Regions from separate parts of the Mus musculus genome. Here all the other regions are linked to region 1. Evidence: chromatin contacts called from public HiChIP or PLAC-seq and promoter capture Hi-C data. All regions are on one chromosome and are shown on one strand. The core of a region is the stretch at or near the end of the contact, and the rest is flanking DNA. Distances in the headings are between cores, read along the strand shown.

Region 1 (3,378 bases), core at 520-3,019:
TGGGAACCGGCTCTAAGCCACCTGAGATGAGCATTCATTGGAGTTCTCATTTTGGGTTAAAGGGCTATGTCATTGATTGTATTGGTTGGTTTCTGAGAACCTAGGAAGTAAAATCAGAATCCTGTAGGAAGTTAGTCAGGAGGACACCACCGTGAACGACAGGGATGCAGGCTCTGCACGCTCACATCCACACGGGGCAAGTTAGCAACCGCGGGCAAGTTGCTTTTCTTTGTCTCAATTTCCTCTTCACAGAGTGGGTATTTTCAGACCGAAGTGAGTACTGAGAGTGTCGAGCAGAGAGGAGGAACTGGGGCAGCCTGGGCTGCTGTCATTTCATAAGCAGGGATGATGGTACTGAGACTCCCCTCCCCCTCCCCCCTGCCCCCCTCCCCCAGCACTGGCTGAACACACAGCACCAGGGGGACTTGCACCAAGGTGTCCTAATTCCTTCTTTTTCTTCCTCATTCTGAGGCTTGAACCAAAGCCTCGCGAAGGCCAGGCCAGAGCTCTACGCCTGAGCTCTTCAGCCCTTACTGTTCATTTCATTCTTTCTTTCTTTAAAAATTTGATGCCAGGGGGACATGGTGGCAGCGCACATCCTTAGCCCCAGTGCTCCAGAGGCAGAGGCAGAGGCAGAGGCAGGCAGATCTCTGTCTGAGTTCCGAGGCCAGCCTGGTCTACAGAGTGAGTTCCAGGACAGCCAGGGCTACACAGAGAAACCCTGTCTTGAAAAATGAAAAGAAGAATAATTATGTTTTTATTCCTGTGCATGTGTGTGGGCGCTGGGGGAGGGTGCATGCTCGGCACACAGGTGAAGGTCAGAGGTCAACTTATACCATTCCAGTTTTTCCACCATGTGTTTTTGGGGGGCAACTCCAGCCCTCAGGCTTGGTAGCAACTACCTTTACCTGCTGAGACATCTCACTGTCTATCTGTCTGTCTATCATTGTCTATATGTCTTCTGTCTGTTTATCTATCAATCATTTGTCTGTTTATCTATCTATCATTTTCTGTCTATCTTTCTTTCTCTCTCTCTTTCTTCCCTTCTTAAACATTCATTTTTTGCCTCATCATACTTTGAATTGATTTTCACTTATGTGTAAGTATGTGCACATGAGCACACATGTCCAAAGAGGCCAGAGGCACTAGATTCCTTGGAGCTGGAGTTATAGATGCTTGCGAGCATCCTGCCGTGGGTGCTGGGTATCAAACTTGGGTCCCCTGGAAAAGCACTCTATGCTCTTAACCACTGAGCCATCTCTCTGGCCCCCTCACATTCTCTTTGAACGAACACATGTCAGTTATGTTGTATTTGGAGTCTTCCTGAACTCTTCATATAGTAACAGGGTAACAAACGCTACCAGTTAACTACAGCACCTTTAAACTTTATAGTGAATACCTGTGTGCTGCCTGTTCAGAAAAAAAAAAAACAAAAAGCTTTTTATACATGCTAGCTTGTCTCATGATCGGAAACATAAAACACATATAAAGCCACTTTATAGCTAAGGAAACCGAAACAGGTCTGAGTAAGGGCATTTTTTTTTTCAGGTGAAGATCTCATGCCAACCCCTAATGGATCTGTTCTGAGTGGCCAGCCCCCCAGAGATGCGTGGCTATTTTGCTTAGCTCTTAGTGAGCACAAAACAATCTTTTCAGCCTAAAGAAGTGAAGCACTGGGAGTTTTTTTTTTCTCCCCTTGGTGTCACCATAAATCAAAAACGCATCACAGAGAGTGCAGGTGTTTCCTGTACTCGTGACAAAAAGCAAACGGCTCACGTTGCCCCTGACGACGTAGCTGGAGTCGCTCAGGATGTCTCGGGCCAGTCCAAAGTCACAGATCTTCACCACCTTCCCGTGGGTGACCAACACATTCCTGGCTGCCAGGTCTCTGTGGACACACTGGAAGAGAGAGGCTTGAATGACATGGTCTGTGACTTACACCTTCAGAGAGAGACTCACAACAGTTACAGAGGACAGAGACCCATGACTGTCATACATCCCGAGAACACTGGCTGAGTCCTAAGTTAACTCAGCTGCAGTCATCTGAGGCATCCCTGGAGCTATGAGCCAAAGAAGTGCCAAAGGGGGCCTTCGCCTAGCTCCAGAGACGCTTCTAACAGCCGGCTTCCTGTGCGTGCGTGTGTGCGTGCGAGAACAGAATCCCTTTTGGATAAAGAACTGGCTTTCAGAATAAAAGTGCATCATATCTGACAGGCCTAGTGGTGCAGATCCATAATCGCAGCACTGGAGAGGCTGAGGCAGGAGGATTTCTAAGTTTGAGGCCAGCCTGGACTACACATAGAGGTCGTGTCTCTAAATGAATAAATAGATTAAGATTGAAGAAAGCATTCAGAAGAAGTGAGTTTGGGGGGACCAAAGAGATGATAGCTCAGTGAGAAAACGCATTAACCATGTAACCCTGATGTCCTGAGTTCGATTCCTGGGTCCCACAGTGGAAGAATTAACTCCCACAGTTTGTCCTCTGACTTCTGCACACACACTACGGTACATGGGCCCCACATTCTCATACACACACACACACACACACACACACACACACACACACACACACACACTTGCTTTCACATGCACATACAGGGTACAGGGGGCAGACAGACAGACAGAAGATAACGATGAGTTTCGAGGAGTACATGAGAGTAGAGCCCAGAGTCTCTGAAGGGAATGAACTCTGTAAGAGAGCACATGGTGTCCATGGGGGTCCACTACGCTCTCCTCAGCCTTTAAAAGAACAAAGCCTATAAAAACAGGAATGTCTGTGCCGTGACTCCTGCCCTCCTTCTCCAAGTCTGGCTTTCTTCATGTGGCATCTCCTAGATGTCTGTCCCCATCCCCATCATGTCCTCCTGACTACCTGCCCTGCCCGTATTCTTCCCAGCTGCTCTGGGAAGGCTCCTTCTGACCAGCAAGAAGGCTGCCCAGCCTGGACTGGCTTTGACTAGTCCCTCTCCCTCTGGATTCCATCCGAGGGAGGCTCTCTTGCTCTCTTGCCTGTTCCTCACCCCTTTTTCCTTGGGGTAGCCATGCTAACTTTAGTGACAGTATCAATCACAAGACACTGATCTGATGTATAGGTCTGCTTGTCTTTCTCCTAGAAACATAAAACCTGTGGGCCCTGAAGTCACATCCTCATTGGTTTTCTGCCCCAGCACAGTGTCGCATGGAGCCACACAAATGTGTGACACAGTCACAGAGTGGGGAAGAGCACAGTGCTTGGCATGATTGGAGCAGAAGGCTGCAGTGAAGACAAACCGTCTAAAAACTGGATGCCCGGGGCTGGAGAGATGGTTCAGTGGTTAAGAGCACTGACTGCTCTTCCAAAGATCCTGAGTTCAAATCCCAACAACCACATGGTGGCTC
Region 2 (3,378 bases), core at 453-2,952, 760 kb before region 1:
TGACCACGCTGCAGGTGGACTCGTCCCTCAAGCAGTTCCAGCCCATGACGGGCAGCAGCCCCAGGCAGATGGAGGTTCCCCAGAGCATCACTAGCATGACATAGGTAAAGGTGACGGTCCTCTCGGAGTGGTACGTCAGGGCGTAATATAGCGAGAGGTAGCGGTCCACAGTAATAGCCAGCAAACTGCAGACAGAGGCAGAGAAAGAGGCGACAATGAGTCCGATGGTGACCAGCTTGGTGGCTTCTGACTGAAGCAGGTACGCAAAAACAAAATTGATGATGAGTCCCAGGCCAGCCAGCAGGTCTGCAAGAGCCAGGCTGCCTATCAGTAGGAACATGGGGGCTCGCAGGCTGGGGCTGTGGAAGATGATAAGGACCACAACGGCATTTTCACAGCAGATGAGGGTTCCTGAGCTGCACAAGACAATGTCCCAGGGGTTGACAACGAGCTCGGGTTCTGACTCCGCAACAGAGCCCTGGGAGGGGACAGCGGCTGAGATGTTCTCTGGAGCACCGGCATCTATACAGTCCCGAGGCAGCCCGCTTAAATTGACCTTCGGGTCTTCGTTCATTTTAACCCCTGTCCTCTTCAACGGAAAGACAGGCTTTTTAATGTTTGGGTACAGTAGGGTGCCAATCCAAGATCATGCAAAACACACAGAGAAAGACAGACAACCCTGGGCTCAGCTATCAGTGTCAAAATGCCACGAGCTTCAGGAATTAAAAACAAAAGCTAAAGTCTGCAACCGAAATGCTGTTTGTCTCTGAGGGAAACACGGATCAGGACTCCCGAGGCGGCACATGCACACTCGCACACTTGCCAAAACGCTGAAAACCGACATTGGCTAATTGCATCTCCCATGCCGAAAACCAACAACTGTTTGACATCTGGGCTGCTGAGAGAGCACCGCCCAGCAGCCACAAGTCTGCAGGAGGGTGGAATATTTTAAGGGCCCCAAACTCCCACCCTTCCCAAACATACCTCACGCGCGAGCACACCCCCAAACACACCTCCAGACTCAAACAAAGGGGTGGGGTCCCAGTCTCTCCCATGTGCACCGCTCAGAGTGCAAGGGCTACAAAAAAGGTAGGTGTGTACCACAGAGGTGCCCAGACAGACAGAGAGAAAGATATGCATGCATTTGGCACCGCTCCCCTAGCAGCGGGGACGCGCAGCCTGCGGGGCAGGGGGTTACCGGGGGTCACCTTGGCACGCCCTGGCCGAGGGGTGGCTCCTTCAGTGCTGCCGAATAGCTCGGGCCACCCGCGTGGCACGTCCGTGGTGGCGCCCGCGGCAGGTGAGCTGCGGTGCTCGCGCCCGGCTCTCCGCCCTCCGCGCTCCCCGCCGGGCGCGCATCCGCGGGAACCCCACGAGGCTGCGCGCGCCCCCGCAGGTCGCAGCTGCGTGAGGGGCGGGAGCCCGCCACCGTGGACGCCCGCCTGCAACAGTCATGCGAAGACCCACTCGAACGGCCGGAGAGTCTGGCGACCTACTTTGATCCTGTGGCTTCCCCGAGGCGCCCTTGACCCTGGGGCTCGGCTTCTTATGCTTTCCCCTAAAGAATTGTAAACGGCCGGGTTTTCGGGATGAACAGGAGGAATGCGGGGTAAGCAGGTTAGGGCTGGCGGAGGAGACTTACAACAGCAAGCGACTCCCTCTCTTAGATTGCAGTTGGCCGGTCTGCAAATTATTGTTCCCTTGGGGACGTTCGCTTAACTGGATAGGAGCTGCTGCTACTTAGATCGCCCAGCTGCACTTATTAGGCACTCTCGGAGCCGTTCGCGAGTGGAAATCATTTAGGGCATTCTTGCAAAAGCTTCCTTCAGGCACTGGCCCAAACCCAATTCATTTAAGTACCCAAGTGACACTTATTAATTTATTGTTTCCTGTACCTCATCCGCGGAGTCTAGGGTTAAGATCCTGAAGGTTGCCTGCCGGAAAAGGACTAGCCTGTGTCTCTCATCCTGGAACCGGATCAGATCTTAAATTTAATCACGCTCTCCAGCCTAAAGGTGGGAGGAGAAAAGTCCTATTTCCGTGTGACCTCAATGTTGTGCAAGGCAAAGGATCCTGAGGACCCTTCATATGGGGTTATCATCAGATGCATCTGCCTCCCCTGTGTCTCACTGAAATTCCTACTCCAGCCTACCAGGCTCCAAGTCTTAGATCTCTTTTTACCCCATGTTCCCCCACCCCAGCCCCAGCCCCGCGCGCATCCATCAGCAGCTGTCTCTACCGTGTCATGCTCCTGGTACCAAAACCCTCCCTTCACCTCCCTGGTTACAACCTTCCTCTAGCCGCCCCTTCCCCCTTTCTCACTAAGGCAACACACTAAACCCGGTGTGACCTTGCCATAATGCAGCAGATCCGTTCCGCCCAACCTGAGCTCTCACACTGCTTCTGAACTCTCTCCCTGGACATTCTGCTTTGGGACACGTGGAGCTGTTGAGTTTTCTGCTGAGTCTTCTCATGTCCCCCAAAAGGCTCCAGGACTCTTTCTGAGTCCTGTATTCCCTGCGGCAACACTTCTGAAACTTGACTTAGAAACCAGCAGTTCTGGGGTTGGGGTCCCGGCGTCAGTCCCAAGATGCTGGTGATGCCGACCTGCGGGTCACACTTTAAGAAACGAGGTTCTATGGAGTTTAATAGTCGTGTGTATGGAAAGGAGACATCACTTGCGTCAAGGACCGTTTGAAAGCCTGCGTGAACAAATTCACGAAGACATTATCTTAGCACTCACAGACACACCCTGGACCAGTGGTAAGACAAAAATCAACATTATCCCAGGTAGCAGGTACTGCTGTGAAGGGATGCTCCTGTCTCTTTTCATTTCTTTGTAATAAGCGGAAGCATTTTTAGAACAGAGCAATGGGAAATGAGCAATGTGGGGCTGGAGAGGTGGCTCAGTGGTTACATGCTCTGACTGCTCTTGCAGTGGACCTGGGTTCAGTTCCAGGCGCGTATAAGGTGACTCACAACCATCTGCAACTCCAGTTCCAGGGAATACGACGCCCTCTTCTGGCCTCCTGGAGCATTACATGCACAAGGTACACACAATACAAGCAAACACTTAATATACATAAAATAAACAGGTTGTTTAAAAAAAAAGCGGTCAATGGTTTCATATACACAAAAGCAGTTTAACAAAAGACAGCTCAAACCAACTGGTTAAATTTTAGGAGCCTCTCATTGGTTGTACAGTTCTGGAAAAGCAAATTCACAGGACAAGCTGGATGCCCTTCAAGCCAATGGCAACAGCATGCACTTGGACCTTACTGGCTTAATTTACTCAGCCATGGAGTTTGTCCAAGTTTTCCCCAGAGCTAAGGGTGGAACCTGAATCCAGTCTTACATTGATGGTAGTGTGCCCTGCCC
Region 3 (3,378 bases), core at 562-3,061, 690 kb before region 1:
CCAAAGCAGCCTGGGGAGGACCCTGAGCGGGGCGCAGTTCATCCTGTGGCCCTGCTGCCAGACAGCGCTGCTCTCGGGCTCCGAGCCACCTTGTCATGCTGTGTGAGACTCTGCTATTTTAAAAACGCTTATTTTCTGTGCCCTTTTCGTCTGACAGGTGAAGAATTGCCAAAATGTTGGCTCTAAATAACTCTCATTAGTCATTATCTGTGATGAAAGACCTTATTTACTACCTGGGAGCTCCTTCGAAGCCGTTCCAAGGCAATCTTTTTAACGCCGGGAGGGTCTCTCTCAGTCCTGGTTTGTACCCATAGAGACAGAATGCGGGCGGAGAGCTCTGTGCTCAGCTGCAGGCTAAGTATTAGAGGCTTGTGCGATTGAGGATCTGAGCTGGCGCATGCGAACTGGCTTTTAGAATGGTCTGAGCTCTTCTGCTGCTATCTTTAACATCTCCAACATGGTCAGCAGATATGGGCATGGTCTCATGCACTACCGGGGACTATTTTGCTTAGTAGGCTAAGTTTATTAAATGGCAGGAAACATATCCACCAGCCACAGACATAGTCAACGTTTTACATTTGAGAGGTTTCCCCTTGTGGCTAAGATGCCACAATGTGACCCAATAAGTATATAAAGACTTCAAGAGTCCACAGGACCAGAATGGAGAGATATACATATACACATATACACATACACATACACATACACATACACATACACATACACATACACATACACATACACATACATATACATATACATATGCCCTCAGGGACCACTGTGACCACTCAGATAGAGCCCTGACATAATTTCTTAGGAGCAGTCATCTAAACTCTAGACCTCACTTCCCTTTTTTTTAATTATTTATGTTATGTATATGAGTACACTGTAGCTGTTTTCAGACACACCAGAAGGGAGGGCATCAGATTCCACTACAGATGGTTGTGAGCCACCATGTGGTTGCTGGGAATTGAACTCAGGACCTCTGGAAGAGCAGTCAGTGCTCTTAACCGCTGAGCCATCTCTCCAGCCCACTAGACCCCACTTCTAAAGACGGTTCTTCAGTTTACTCTTCTCAGCACCCAAGTCTCTCTCCAGCCTGGGATTCACTCATACACTAATTATATTCGATATTTTCCCTTTGCTGTGACCAAATGTCTGGCAAAAGACAACTCAGGGGTTCATTGTTGGAGGGGATGCTATCCACCAGGCAGAGAAGGCACAGCAGCACGCAGCTCTGTGGTAGCAGGACAGCTCCTCACATCCCCAAAGTTCAGAAGGCAGAGGGATAAATCCTCAAGGGATACACCCAGGGACCCACTTTCTGAAGTGAGACTCCACCTTCTAAAACTCCCACCACACCAGATAATAGTGCTATTGGGAGACCAGTGCTACCAACTGGGGACCAAGTATCCAAACAGATGAGCCTCTAGGGGCATCTCATATTCAAACCACAGCACCAATGGATAAGGTTGACACTGGCTTTCATTAACCCAGAGTCCAGGGGCCCGTGTACAGCACTTCAGACAGCACCGTGAACCTCCAGCTGCCTCAGCACAAGGTGCACAGCAGGGAATGGCCTTTATAGCTGCGGAGAAGGTTCTAGACAAGAGGAAATGGGTCACAGAACCCAAATCTGGGGATGCGCCAACCCAACCTCCTTCTCTCCCACCCGATCTTGGGTCTCCAAGAACCACTTTCAACCTACCACCTTGCCAGGCTTCCCAGGAAGACATGATTCAGAGCTGCACAAATGGCCCCTGTGGTTTTCAGCTTCAGAAACAGGGCAGGAAGGAAGTGGGGGGTGTGGGGGAAGCAAGCAGCTTCCTCTTCCAGATCTCTGTTTAGTCTCTTCTTCCCCACTGGCCTGAGACACTGAAATAGCACGCTACTGCTTAAGAACCCTGTGTGCCAGCTATCACAGTGCTTGAGAAGGAGGGAGAAACCGTAGTACACGGAACGGTATTGCTAGCAGCCCAGCAAACAGTAGAGAGGGGAGAGAGGAGGCTGAGCCATGAGATTCCTGGAAATCTACACCAGGTTGAGGAGCAAGGGTCCCAGCAGAGCCTCTGTAGTACTGGAAACACATCCACAGGAGGATGGGTTGTTGTGGATTCTGTGTATTGCTTATATTATGTTAACTGGGTTCCCAAATTACACGGGAATTCACACGTCTGCATGTAAGATGCCATGGATCCCTGGCCCTAGTTGGCTCTAGTTGGTAGATAAAGTTGCCGGTGGCCAATGGCTGGGCAGGGAGACAGAGGCGGGACTTTAGATTTTCCAGGCAAGGGAACCCAGGGAAGAAGAGGGGATATTTACAAGCGCCACAGGGAAGCAGGAGGATCAGGCTTGGGAGCTGCAGGAGAGAAAGCACACAGTCATGGAAGAGCCAGGGAAGAGCAGACCCAGGGGACCCTCTCCCGTTTGGGGTAGCAAAGATGGGATATAGTTCTTTAGTAAGTAGTAACTCAGGAGTTTCAGAGGGAAGGCATCAGCAATGTGGAAGTTTGGGAGGGGCCCAGCAGCATTGAGCTTTTTAGGGCATTGTGGCGGTTTGTATACACGTGTCCCAGGGAGTAAGGAAGTGTGACTTTGCTAGAGTAGATGTGTCACTGTGGGTGTGGGCTTTAAGACCCTCACCCTATTTGCCTGGAAGTCAGTATTCAGCTAGCAGCCTTCAGATGAAGATGTTGAACTCTCAGCTCCTCCTGCACCATACCTGCCTGGATGCTGCCATGTTCCTGCCTTGATGATAATGGACTGAACCTCCGAACCTGTAAGCCAGCCCCAATTAAATGTTGTCATTATAAGAGTTGCCTTGTCACAGCAGTAAAACCCTAACTAAGACAGGCATATTAAAAATAAGGCTGTGTGTGTGTGTGTGTGTGTGTGTGTGTGTGTGTGTGCGTGTGTGTGTTTCATTCAAGAATCTACAATATTGAGGTGGTACCGAGAAGCACACACGCAGCCCCCAGCAGGGAGTTAGAGCAGATTAACTATTACTGCTACAGTGAGTAACAGAAAAAAAGCAATCCTGCAAAGCATACCTGGACAAAAAGCACCATATCCGCCCTTTCGAGTGACAACGGCCCCCAAGACACTGGGTTTACCCTGGTTTGTTTTTCTGTTGCTGTGATAGAATATTGATCAAATATGGGGAGGAAAGGGTGTAATTGGCTTACAGGCTACAATTCATCACTGAGGGAGCCAGGAACTGAAGCAGAAGCCACGAAGGATCTCTGTTTACTGGCCTGTTTGCTTTGTCTTGTTCAGCCTGCTTCTTGTCTAATCCAGGACCACCTGCGCAGGAGTTAGGCCCACAGTAGGCTAGTCCCTTACTGTCTTAGTTAGGATTTCCATTGCTAAGAATAAACA
Region 4 (3,378 bases), core at 225-2,724, 550 kb before region 1:
GTAGCACAGAGTCCACTTTTCCTACCTGATTCTCCACTCCTTACACACACACACACACACACTCACACACAACCACAGATCACTTGCAGGTGGAAGATGGTTTGGAGAATCTCCTAGATACAACCCAGAACACAAAAACGGAGATGAAGCAGGTGCAGGTCTTTGGTAAATAACTCCAGACCCACACTGCAAAGAGTAACTTTTTTCATTGATTCATAAATCACAATCTCTACGGCGAAGTTCATAAAGGAGGTAATGGATTTGCTTTATCACGTGGGAAGCCGTGGTGCTTCTGGCAATGCACAAAAACACGTTTGGAACCCACCCGCGCGCGTTTCGTTTTTTTCGGGGGAATCTGTGTACTTCAACCCCACACAGCGGTGTCTGCTCTATTAAAATAAACAAATGACAGGAAAGCGAATGCAGCTTTTCAAGATTAACACAGATTCCCAGAGACAAGGCTGCCATCTGGACGGACACAGGTTGGAAGCCGCAAGAGTTCCTATCGCTTCAGAGAGTTGAAAATAAGAAAACATTTCAACAGCACTCTTAAAAGTTTCCACCTTCACACGCCCCCTTCCCGAGCCAGGGCCTGGGGCTCCACCTAACCCGAGGAGGAACTCCGCCAGGACTTCCGTCTTCCAGTAGGATCGAGACCCTTCCTTCCTGCCGCAGACCCCCGCCCTGCCCCGCGCAGGGCCCCAAGGAAATGCCGCGTCCCTTCCCCTGGCACAATCCCCTCGCTTCCCGGTACCAGTCCCCAGTTTAAAGTCCCGGCTCCAGCCTCCAACCTCAGTCCACACCTCGAGTCCCCAAGTCCCCAACCCCAGTCTGCAGCCCTTACCCCCAACCCCGTCCCTGAGCCCCCAGGCCCTAGTCCCCAGCCACAGTCCCCGAGTCCCCGGTGCCCAGACCCAGAGCTCCCCGTCCTCAACTGCGACCCCGTGGTCAGGACCCAACCCCGAGCCCCGGTCGGTCCTATCCCCAGTGTCCCGGCCCCGCCTGCCGTGTCCAGCACGCCTTCCCCGCGGCCACTCGGCCCCGCGCCCGGTCCGCCCGCACACGACCAGGCCCGCGGGCGGCGCCTCGAAGGCGGGGACCGGCCCCCCGGGCCGCGCTGCCGCCGCACCTACCATGGTACAGATGGAGGCGAATTTGGAGACTGTCATTAGGATTTCCATCCGCCCGGCGCCATCTTCCAGACAGTCGCGGCGGGCGGGGGACGCGGGGAGCCGGGCCGCCCGCTCGCTCCGCAGCCCGCGGCCGCACCCGGAGCCGCCGCCGACCCACGCTTCTAGCCTGCTGGGCCGCCGCTGCCGTCGTCGCCGCGGGCGCTCAGGCTTCCTCCGGCCCAGCCCCCGCCCGCCGGCCGCCCGCCCGCCCCCGGCTCCGCCCCGGCGCACGGCGCAGCCGCCGCCTCAGGGCCCGCGCCTGCCCGGGAAGCCGCTCACAGCACACCCCGCCCAGCGCGCTGGGGAGAGAGCTCCGCGCAGGCCCTACCGCCCCGACGACCGGGCAGCGTCCTTCCGCCCCGCCCGCCTCCGGCGCCGCCACGCCCACCGCAGCTGTGCCACGCCCATGGTGCCCCGCCCTCCCACGGGGGGGGGGCGAGCTTGGGGAGGACGGCTCCACCCAGTGCGCGTTGGGGCGGGGCGAGACCCGTGCCGCGTTCCTCCTGCAGATGGGTCCTAGCGCCGACGTGAAGCACCTACCTTAGCTTGCAAGAGCGGGTCTTTAGGGGATCGAGCCTTTGCTCTGCGGCGTCTGTGACATCAAGCAGCCTTTAGAGCGACTGACAGTCAGTTGAAACAGAAGACGGAGACCATATCTGGGAAACTGGATGGGTTGGAAGGCAACCCCGCCAGAGTCCCAAGCACTTGGATGTTTTTCTGGGGTGAATCATCTGGGCCTAATTCCCTAAGAAAAGGCTAATTAGATAAAAAGACAAGATTTAACTCTATGAATTAGCAGTAGTGGGGGAGAAGAGGAAGGGGAGCCAATCCTGAAAAACAGTGGGATACCAACTTGGAATTTGTAACAGGGTGGTATGTCCCAAGTAAGAAGCCGAAGCCAATGTGTGAGGAGCACATAGACCGTGTTAGCTAGTGGATGAACGCTTCCTATTTTCTACCGGCAGAAAATTCATAAAACTTCATAAATTACTACTTTAAAAAGCCTGTGATTTGTTTTGATTGGTGATCTGAGGGTAGGACCTTTTCTGCCTTCCACCCAACTCCCCACCACACCGGGTCTGTGGAACTTGGGGCCTAAATTCCGACGAAAGCTCTAAAATCTGATAAGCCTCACTTCATAGTCCAAAGCATTCAAAAGACCGAGAATTTGAACAAAATTTAGTCGAGAAACAGATTTCTGGTACATGAATACTGTTTCCATAGCAATTCCATTGTAAGCGTTGGGGGAGGGGAACACCCACTGAATACAGCTAAGTATTCTGGCAGCTGCTTATTCTCCAGGTATCTACCTTCGTAGTGGCTAGGCCTCCCGCTTTTCTGTAGATACCACGGCAGGGGCTTGGACTCTGGTTTACACCAGTTCAGATCTATGCAATGTTTGTCGCGTTGCTCGCCACTCTAGACTCCACAAGCATAGAGCATGGTCGTACAACATCTATATTTTAAAGGTAAGGATGGGAGCTGGACATATGGCTTAGTTGGCGAAGTGTTTGTGTAGGTGTTCTGAGGTTTCATATCCTCAGCTGAAGTGCTAATCCTACTATGGTAAGGTCATCCTCAGCTATTTAATGAGTTCAAGACCAGCCTGGATCACTTGAGTCCTTGTCCCCAAAAAAATAAATGAATGAAAAGCCAGTCACAGGGAATTGTGACATGCACCTACAATCCCAGCATAGGAAACAGAGAAAGGTGAGTCTCTGTGAGTTCAAGGGCAGCCTGGACTAAATAGCAAATCTACAGATCAGCCAGATCTATGCAGGGAGACCTGGCCTCAAAAATAAATAAAAGAGAATAAACAGCACATGTATGAAATTGTCAAAAAGAAATTAGCAAAAGCCAATGAGTAATTAATTAAAATGTTGAGCAAATAAAACCCTCCAGCTGTCAGTGTGCCGCCTCAGAATTCCTGTCATAGGCTAGGTAGTCTGCTGGATAAGGTTTCATTTTTAAGCTTTATTATTTTTACTTTATGTGTATGGGTGTTTTGCTTGCTCACATGCGTACAGTGTCCGCGGAGGCCAGAAGAAGGCATCAGATCCTCCTGGAACTGGAGTTGTAGAAGGTTGTGAGACCAGATGGATGCTGGGAACCCTTTGAATGCTCTAAGCGTAAACCTTCCAATAACCCCAGAGATCCATCATGCCAGGCTTGTTTTCTAATTGAAGAAGTATAGCATTCATCATTG

Evidence for each region. Promoter capture Hi-C pulls out the DNA fragments that hold promoters and counts their contacts. HiChIP or PLAC-seq counts read pairs in DNA pulled down with a chosen protein or histone mark.
Region 2: a contact with region 1 is called in a promoter capture Hi-C map of pre-B cells, with 8 times the contacts expected there. The contact joins the promoter of Gpr12 here to the enhancer-like site in region 1. A contact is called at or near these places in 3 of 39 promoter capture datasets (embryonic stem cells, pre-B cells and second pharyngeal arch cranial neural crest), 2 of 115 datasets of contacts at active chromatin or transcription factors (embryonic forebrain and large pre-B cells) and 1 of 9 other capture datasets (macrophages).
Region 3: a contact with region 1 is called in an H3K4me3 HiChIP or PLAC-seq map of the 230-238 cell line, with 10 read pairs. The contact joins two enhancer-like sites. A contact is called at or near these places in 1 of 15 datasets of contacts at CTCF or cohesin (the NIH/3T3 cell line), 1 of 484 Hi-C or Micro-C datasets (liver) and 1 of 115 datasets of contacts at active chromatin or transcription factors (the 230-238 cell line).
Region 4: a contact with region 1 is called in an H3K27ac HiChIP or PLAC-seq map of double positive thymocytes, with 6 times the contacts expected there. The contact joins the promoter of Usp12 here to the enhancer-like site in region 1. A contact is called at or near these places in 1 of 39 promoter capture datasets (hippocampal neurons), 3 of 484 Hi-C or Micro-C datasets (all in CD4 T cells), 4 of 115 datasets of contacts at active chromatin or transcription factors (double positive thymocytes, large pre-B cells, memory CD8 T cells and 1 more) and 1 of 9 other capture datasets (liver).

Annotation. Positions count from the first base shown.
Region 1 is chr5:147,339,437-147,342,814 of GRCm38.p6, forward strand. Flt3 (FMS-like tyrosine kinase 3) reads right to left here. Exons shown (of 24, transcript NM_010229.2): 20 at 1,777-1,899. Among named protein-coding and RNA genes, the nearest start is that of Urad, 19 kb to the left of the region's middle. Within about 2 kb of position 1,770, at least 83 of the 459 cell types and tissues checked have an H3K27ac peak or open chromatin away from gene starts, as enhancers often do. A contact at or near this core is called in the 230-238 cell line, double positive thymocytes and pre-B cells, where this site is marked.
Region 2 is chr5:146,583,537-146,586,914 of GRCm38.p6, forward strand. It overlaps Gpr12 (G-protein coupled receptor 12), which reads right to left and starts at 1,703. Exons shown (of 2, transcript NM_001359056.1): 1 at 1,209-1,703; 2 at 1-589. The coding sequence starts at 574. It overlaps Gm34333 (a long non-coding RNA gene), which reads right to left. Exons shown (of 4, transcript XR_377206.1): 4 at 3,080-3,378.
Region 3 is chr5:146,653,815-146,657,192 of GRCm38.p6, forward strand. No RefSeq gene overlaps it. Among named protein-coding and RNA genes, the nearest start is that of Gm34700, 45 kb to the right of the region's middle. Within about 2 kb of position 1,812, at least 80 of the 459 cell types and tissues checked have an H3K27ac peak or open chromatin away from gene starts, as enhancers often do. A contact at or near this core is called in the 230-238 cell line, where this site is marked.
Region 4 is chr5:146,793,482-146,796,859 of GRCm38.p6, forward strand. Usp12 (ubiquitin specific peptidase 12) reads right to left here and starts at 1,475. Exons shown (of 9, transcript NM_011669.3): 1 at 1,134-1,475. The coding sequence starts at 1,181. It overlaps 1700041I07Rik (a long non-coding RNA gene), which reads left to right and starts at 2,344. Exons shown (of 2, transcript XR_377208.4): 1 at 2,344-2,641.